Linked DNA regions of Danio rerio: region 1 is linked to region 2. Evidence: chromatin contacts called from public Micro-C data. All regions are on one chromosome and are shown on one strand. The core of a region is the stretch at or near the end of the contact, and the rest is flanking DNA. Distances in the headings are between cores, read along the strand shown.

What was found. A called contact is a pair of places that touch in the nucleus more often than the background predicts.
Region 1: a contact with region 2 is called in a Micro-C map of caudal fin, with 2.0 times the contacts expected there. The contact joins the promoter of retreg3 here to the promoter of si:ch211-18i17.2 in region 2. A contact is called at or near these places in 2 of 18 Hi-C or Micro-C datasets (caudal fin and hematopoietic stem cells) and 1 of 4 datasets of contacts at active chromatin or transcription factors (caudal fin).

Annotation. Positions count from the first base shown.
Region 1 is chr3:35,949,141-35,952,903 of GRCz12tu, reverse strand. It overlaps retreg3 (reticulophagy regulator family member 3), which reads right to left and starts at 2,490. Exons shown (of 9, transcript XM_689279.10): 1 at 1,900-2,490. The coding sequence starts at 2,144. tubg1 (tubulin, gamma 1) reads left to right here and starts at 3,452. Exons shown (of 11, transcript NM_200908.2): 1 at 3,452-3,618. The coding sequence starts at 3,570.
Region 2 is chr3:35,836,873-35,840,295 of GRCz12tu, reverse strand. si:ch211-18i17.2 reads right to left here and starts at 1,549. Exons shown (of 13, transcript XM_694923.10): 1 at 1,123-1,549. The coding sequence starts at 1,257. LOC141381244 (a long non-coding RNA gene) reads left to right here and starts at 1,712. Exons shown (of 3, transcript XR_012401116.1): 1 at 1,712-2,000; 2 at 2,141-2,241; 3 at 2,320-3,423.

The DNA.
Region 1 (3,763 bases), core at 1,241-3,740, 110 kb before region 2:
CGGCAGAGACATTTCTGAGTATTTTTAGTCAATACAAGCCTACACAAATAACTTAGAAAGGGTTTTGCTATTTTGGTAAAAATATTTTTTTAATGACAAGGTTGACATTGCATGGAATTGCTCATACATCACAGAAGTATATAGGGTTCTTTTTGATGTATATTGATCTTAGAAACACAAATGCTAAGTATGTACTGAAAGCACATGGTTTGCCAAGTTAGGATGGCCAGTAACAATATTTAAGGCATGAACAAAATCACACCAGGCCCATCCAACTGGTTTGGGAACTAATATATATCCTACTGATCTCTCTGTGTGTGTGGCAAATGCTCTTTGATGATGATTACATAAATAAATCACATGACCTGGAAAAAGATTTACACCCTGTTTGAGTAGAAGGTTGAAATGTCATGAGACAGTGGCAATACTTTATTTTGGAACAGAAAAAACTGTAAGCAGAATACAATTCTTCCATTTAGGAACCTAACAGATGCTACTACCCACATCACGTACATTGATTGCTTTGCATTTAAAATACATACTTAAAATGTGGAAGGAATGTTATCATTCAGGACAAAATAAAACAAAAATTAACTTATCAAACACCCATTAGTTTTAATTAGTAATACTCATTCATAACATTAAATAACTATAGTTTTTATAGTAAATCATGTACATTCAATTATATCAACAATTAAATATGTAATTTGAATAACACAATTTGAACTAATTAAGCTAAACTAGCCTTAGTGTATGCCAATATTAGGTATGGGACGATAACCATTTTCAAGGTACACCGCAGTTTGGAAAAGACAAGGTTTTAAAACCATCAAAATTTTCTGCAATGTTGTTTCTAAGGTACGTGTACGATTTTTTATTACTTTTTTTTTGTTTTGTTTTTTAAGAAAACATTATCTCCAGCAGAAAATATATTCAAAGATGCTGTTTTAAATTGTTGAAAAAAAATCTGTTTTTGAAACTAATTAAGACAACAGAAGTTAAATGTATTTGAACTATTTAACCTGACATATTTACTACTCCAAAATATCATAAATGTCTCTTAAAATTTATTGTTTAAAGGGAAAAGAGTTTTTGTTTTTTTACCCAGAAATTTAAAAAGAATATATTATAGAGCAGTAATCACAAAACCGCATAACTGTGATATTTTTATCCAAGGTTATCATACCTTCAGAACCTTATACTGAGTATGTGCAAGAGTGTGTGTGTGTTTCCCAGTGTTGGGTTCCAGCTGGAAGGGCATCTGCTGCATATAACATATGCTGGATAAGTTGGGGGTTCATTCCATTGGGGCGACCCCATATTAATAAAGGGACTAAGCAGAAAAGAAAATGAATGAATACCACAATTAAGTGTGGAGATCTGCACAATCTCTGTCATAGTGATCTCCTGCCTATACTGACAGTAGGAAGGGGAATACAGGCTATTCAACAACATATAGAGTACACAAACAATTCAACAGATTGTTCTCAGAAAATTCTTGTAAACATATCCTAGCTTGACATGAATTAGTAAAATCATTGCATCAAACTCAAAGTTTAGCTTAATAGTTGAACTTGAATGTTAAACCTAAACTCAAAATAACAAACTGTTGCACGGACAGCATTATGTTTACAGTAGCACCACCACCAACACAGCCAGAGCTCTGTCTAAATATAGTCTCCTAGCCTGACCATCATCTGTTTCTTATCTTAAAAGAAAAGGGGCAGAAGTCTGGAACAACCAGACACGTATATACATCCATCGAAAACAAGAAAGAACTATACAAGATCCTCAAAAAGCCCATTAATAATGTAAACGCTTCAACTGTATGCACTGGGTTGTAAACAGAGCCCGAGATAACGTCAGATAAATCCATGCAGATAAAGCTCATCCACTCACCAGAACGTGACGTTGGCAGCCGTGTACAGTAGGACGCTGTGAAAGGGTCTCTCCCACAACAAAACGGACTGCAAATAGGTGAGCAGGCGCTCGTGTGGCCCCAACCGCTCCAGCAGCGTTGTTTTGACCGCGCGGAGCTGCTCGGATGTCCCACCGGAGCACGAACCGCTCCGGAGGCCGCCGCTGGAGCGCAGCCTCCCTGCACAACCGCTCGCTTCTGTCGCTTCTTCTGCCCCACCCGCCATACTCAACGTGTCTCTAAAAAAAGTGTCTGTAGATAAACCAACAAAGTGTACAATAATGTAACGCTAAAAACAACCCTCGTGCTAAAGAAACGGTTTGGTTAGCGAGCTAGCCGATTAGCCTGAAGCCGCTCAGGGCAGAGCAGCAGTGGGCAGACCTCGTGCGTTCAAGAGGCTGCCGTTGTTGACACGGAGTGACTGAGAGTTAAAACCCATTATTGGGCACGAATGTGTTGAATTAATACGTTTAAGTATCAGCTCGGCTCGAATTTAATGTTGTCACCGTGCTGCTGTCATATCTATGGTCATATCCAGTCGTTGTTTTGTCGCGGGAGCAACAGCGAAGACTGACGGGAGGACGGGCTTGATCTGGCCAATGGCAGACCAGGATTACAGGCAGAGCTGCTAAACAACAACCAACACCCACCACTGAAGTAAAGGCTCTTACTTCACATATCGTTCAGACAACACTTACAGATTATCTCCTTCCATGCTTTATTCGCTTATTAAACTTGTTTATGCATTACAGTTTGATGTTAGTTTTTATAATAAATAAAACAGATGTATCGTAGATGGATATTACTAGACTGTGTATGCTTGTAAATTGGGGGATAGGCGAATTAGATAAATATTTTATGTATTTTAAAAAGGAATATATAAATATTTTTTTATTTTAAAAGTCAACATTCATTCTTCAGGAGAGATTTAATTTCAGTTGCAGTAAAAAACTATAATTCTAAAAGTTTTAGGACTATTTTTTTTCATAGTACAGAATGCAGTTTACAATCTCATTTATAAGACAGTAACTAAGAATAAGATCTAAAATACATATTTTAATTTAATAAAACTGCTTATGCGTCTTATATTACTACATAGATAGAGAAAAAGACACATTCCTTTTAAATTCTTACAAAAAAGTTTAATAATTTCTTTACAATTTACAAAATTTATAGTTATTTAAATATATAAATAAAAATAATAATTATATGTATATCCCCATTGTAAGTATCTTAGGAGGTTAAAAAAAAAGTTGCCCGGAGAAATGTTATAAATAAACTGCATTTTAAACCTGACCAGAAATTCTATGCTTGCAAAATTCTGCGTAACTGACGCGCAGCTTTGATGTTGTTCAATATAAACGCATACATACGTCTTGAAATACGTCGGTAGTGCCCTCTACGTTTATGTCTTTTTTCTTTTACATATTTGCTGTTTTCCATAAAAACGTATTTTGTTCCATCCTTACAAAGATTGATCTAGTTAGATTACAGAGTGGCTTTAAATTTGTAAAGTTGCCGGAGTTTGCGCATGCGCAGTGGGCGTCCGATAGGCCGTTGCTGTTGGAGCGGGAACACGCATAGTGGTTGACTGACAGCAGAACGTCTCTCACATTTACTGATCGTACAGCTGAAATAACAGCAGGACGGGATGCCTCGAGAAATCATCACCCTGCAGCTCGGACAGTGCGGGAACCAGAGTGAGCCATTTTCCTTTATTAGGCTTTGTTTGCCAACAAGAGCCATCTTTACATAAACAGTGTACGTTAGCTAGCTAACGTTATCCAGCTAACGTTATCACACTGCACAGCTTTAAAACGACACCATAAATAAGCAACGTAAATA
Region 2 (3,423 bases), core at 300-2,799:
GAGCTTTGAACTCAGTGTTGAAGGTAAGGAGTAGGCATGGGCCGGTAAAAGATTCTGATGGTATGATAAACTTAGAAAAAAAATATTACGGTTTCACGGTATTGTGATTACTGCTCCAAAATAGATTCTTTTAAAATGTCTGGGGGAAAGAAAAAAAAAAACTTTTGCCCCATTGAAAACAAAATTGTATTGTGTTCAATTGTATTTTAAGAACATTTGGACCAATAGCTTGATGTGGATGTTCCTTTTCTGTTGGAGGTACTGTTGCCCTAAAAAACTAAATAAAATTGTTGTGTAAAAGATGTAAAAACAACAAAACATCTAATTTTACACATACCTTAGGAACAGTATAAAATAACATTTTGTCAGTTTTAAAACATTGACTTTTCCAAACTGCAGTATACCTTGAAACCAGTTATCGTCCCATACCTAGTAACGAGTTAATTAAATACCTTATTAATTCAACTTAAATGGAGTAAGTTCACAGTACTCATTAGGATTTTTGAACTTAAATGGTTTGTTTCAATCGGTTTGCTCAAACGGTTTGACTTGCCTTAACTCATTGGGTTTTACAGTACTCAGTTGGTTTGAGTTCTCTTCATTTATTGGGTTTTACTGCTTCGTTTACTCAAATGGATTAAGTTCACACTACTCATTTAGATTCGTTTTTAAACTTAAATGGTTTGTTGTAATCGGTTTCCTCAAATGGTTTGAGTTACCTTAACTTTTTGTGTTTCACAGAGTAAAATTTTGTTGGCTACTGACACTGATGATAGAGACTATTGTTTCATGAATAGGAAGTGCCTAGTAACTAATTATTAGTAAATCAGAGCCACATACATGTAAGACCAGGTGAATGGAGTATGTATCAGCAACTACTAGCAACATATGCTAGTTTGAAGTGAATACCTGAGACCACACATCCTCAAAGAATGATCAATACTTTTGGGATCATTACTAACAGGTAAGACTCAAGTTAACTGAGAATTTAAAAAGATAAACACAAGCATCAACAAAACAAATCACTTAGTTTCAACTCCATAAATGGACCATAACATGAGCCCAGGTGGTTAGTAGACTAGGTTATGCTCCTCAGTTTTAGTTTTGTCTAACGTTACATACCCGTCCCGTGTGTGTGTGTTCGTCCTGATTGCGTAACTCGAAAGACTCTTCCTCTTCTTTCTCCCCATGATCCCGAGCCAGCAAACTGAAGCCTTGTCTGCAGCACACAAGCCAGCAAAGTCCCGGCAAAGGCATTCAAATCACAGCGTGTCGTCCAGTCTTTATCCGTAAACGTCCAGTGATGTCCACCGCCGTCCCGGAGCTGTCGTGCAGATCGGACAGATGGAGGATGTCTAGTCGCATGAAACGGGCTGATCCATGAAAAACAAACTCCTCAATTTCGGCTGACAAATATCGCGGGTTATCTCCTTATACGTCTCCGACTTCAAAAAAGTGCTGATAAAATAGTTTCATCCCACGGGTGCCTTCAAACGGGGAGCTGATAAAACAAACGCGTCTTATCGGCTTCTGTTGCGTTTCTGATTCTGCGGGACATGAGCATGCAGACTCTTTCAGTAGCGTGAGTGGAGGGGCGGGGCGAGTCACCCCATGCGTTCGACCGCGGAAACCGATTGGCTCATGGCGCACACGCCCAGAATAATCCCCGCCCACTGTGTCTGGATCGCTGCACATGAGAAGTAGGCATTTCAGGAAATGGAAACAAATCTGCGATGTGGATCAGAAGTAATTGTCTCAAATCGTAAAGCAAAACAAACGCCAAAATCCCCAGTTTGAACCTATAAACAAGACACAGCCTATCAGAGCTGCTTAATTTGTAATTACAACACATTTCAGTTGTTTAGGTTTGATCCCAATCTGTCCAAACTGTGGTGTCATCACCAAAAAAAAAAAATGGGCCTTCTGTTTTGTAATGGGAAATTTGGCTTCTGTTATTTGGATAGTGCTGTGACGTGGACACTGTGCAGTTGCATTAACAAGTAAGTGTGAAGTTCTGGGTAAAGGGGTGAATGAGCACTCTGTGTTGTGTTGTGTGTGTGCGTGTGTGTTGGGGGGTAATGTAGTCTCCTGAAACGCATTATGTGGCTGAATGGAAAGCAGATGGACTCCTTTATTCCAGGAAACTCCTGTCACGAGAGGCTCTGAAGAGAGGGAGACAGACAGATCAAGAGGGAAAGAGCACCAGAAAGACTTTTTGTGTGTGTGTGTGACATCCAAAAGGTCTGATGATCCCCCTTTCCTCTTTATTGTCTTGTGCAATGTCTGTTTTCAACTCTTTTTTTTCTGTCATTCATTAAGGCTTGGAAAGCAAATGGCTCCGCATGGACAGCAATCAAACATCATTTGATTTTGTTTAGTTTTATTGTACCAATATCTTCCAGGAAATAGCTGGTCAGATGAGTTGACGTTAATCAAATGAATCATTCTGCAGACTCTAGTAGCTGAAGGATTATCATTAAACCATGAGTGGTATGTTGGTTCATAAAAAGGTTTTCTGTTTAAGATGGTCTCAGGCAACTCATCTATGAAATAGACTGGCTTAAAAAGTAGGCAAAACCTCTCCTAAACCAGGCCTCTAGACAGACTAGCAAACTAGTCTTCTCAGTATCAGCCTTATTTGAGCTTGGTCCATTTGATGTACAACTTTATTATAGTACTTATGGTGATGTAATCCAAGACCTTTGGAGAAATGATGCTAAGGTATCCATAATCCTGGACCAGGCCATATCCTGAGCAGATGCTGTGGCAGTCACGTAGGAGCGGAGAGCATGAGACTTATTCCTGAAAGACTCAGCGACAGACAAGTTTTCGCATTGATTCTGTGGGCCAGCCTGAACACCCGCCGGTGACCTGCTCACACCTGCAGCTTCTCCACGATGGACGTCCAGCGTTCTCTAGCCTTTGGAACCCAGAATGCAGCTCTACACAAGAAGTTTGGCCAGAGGAGAAATGGTCGTGCCCAATTGAGCTTGGTTCTCTCAAGGTTTTTTTCCTTTACTTTCGTCAATTGGTGAAGTTTTGTTTCTCGCCACTGTCACTACTGGCTTGCCTTGTTTGGGATCTTTTGGAGCTGCACATCGGTGGATTTGCTCTTCAGTGTTTGGTGAAAATAAAACCACACTGACCTGAACTAAACTCAACTTCGACTCTGAAAACTGGACTGACACAGTTTTAATTTACTAGAACTTCTATGTTAAGCTGCGTTGACACAAGCTACATTGACATAATTAAACATAAATTGAATTTAATTGAATATTAGCAACAGGAATCAAGTGTGAAGGCTATTGTTAAAAGTTTACAAGCACACACAAACATCAGAGCAAAAATTATAAAAAATACAATTCAACATGGTCAAACTTTAATCGTCTGCAGGTACTAAAGATTCAAACACTCAAAACTGCT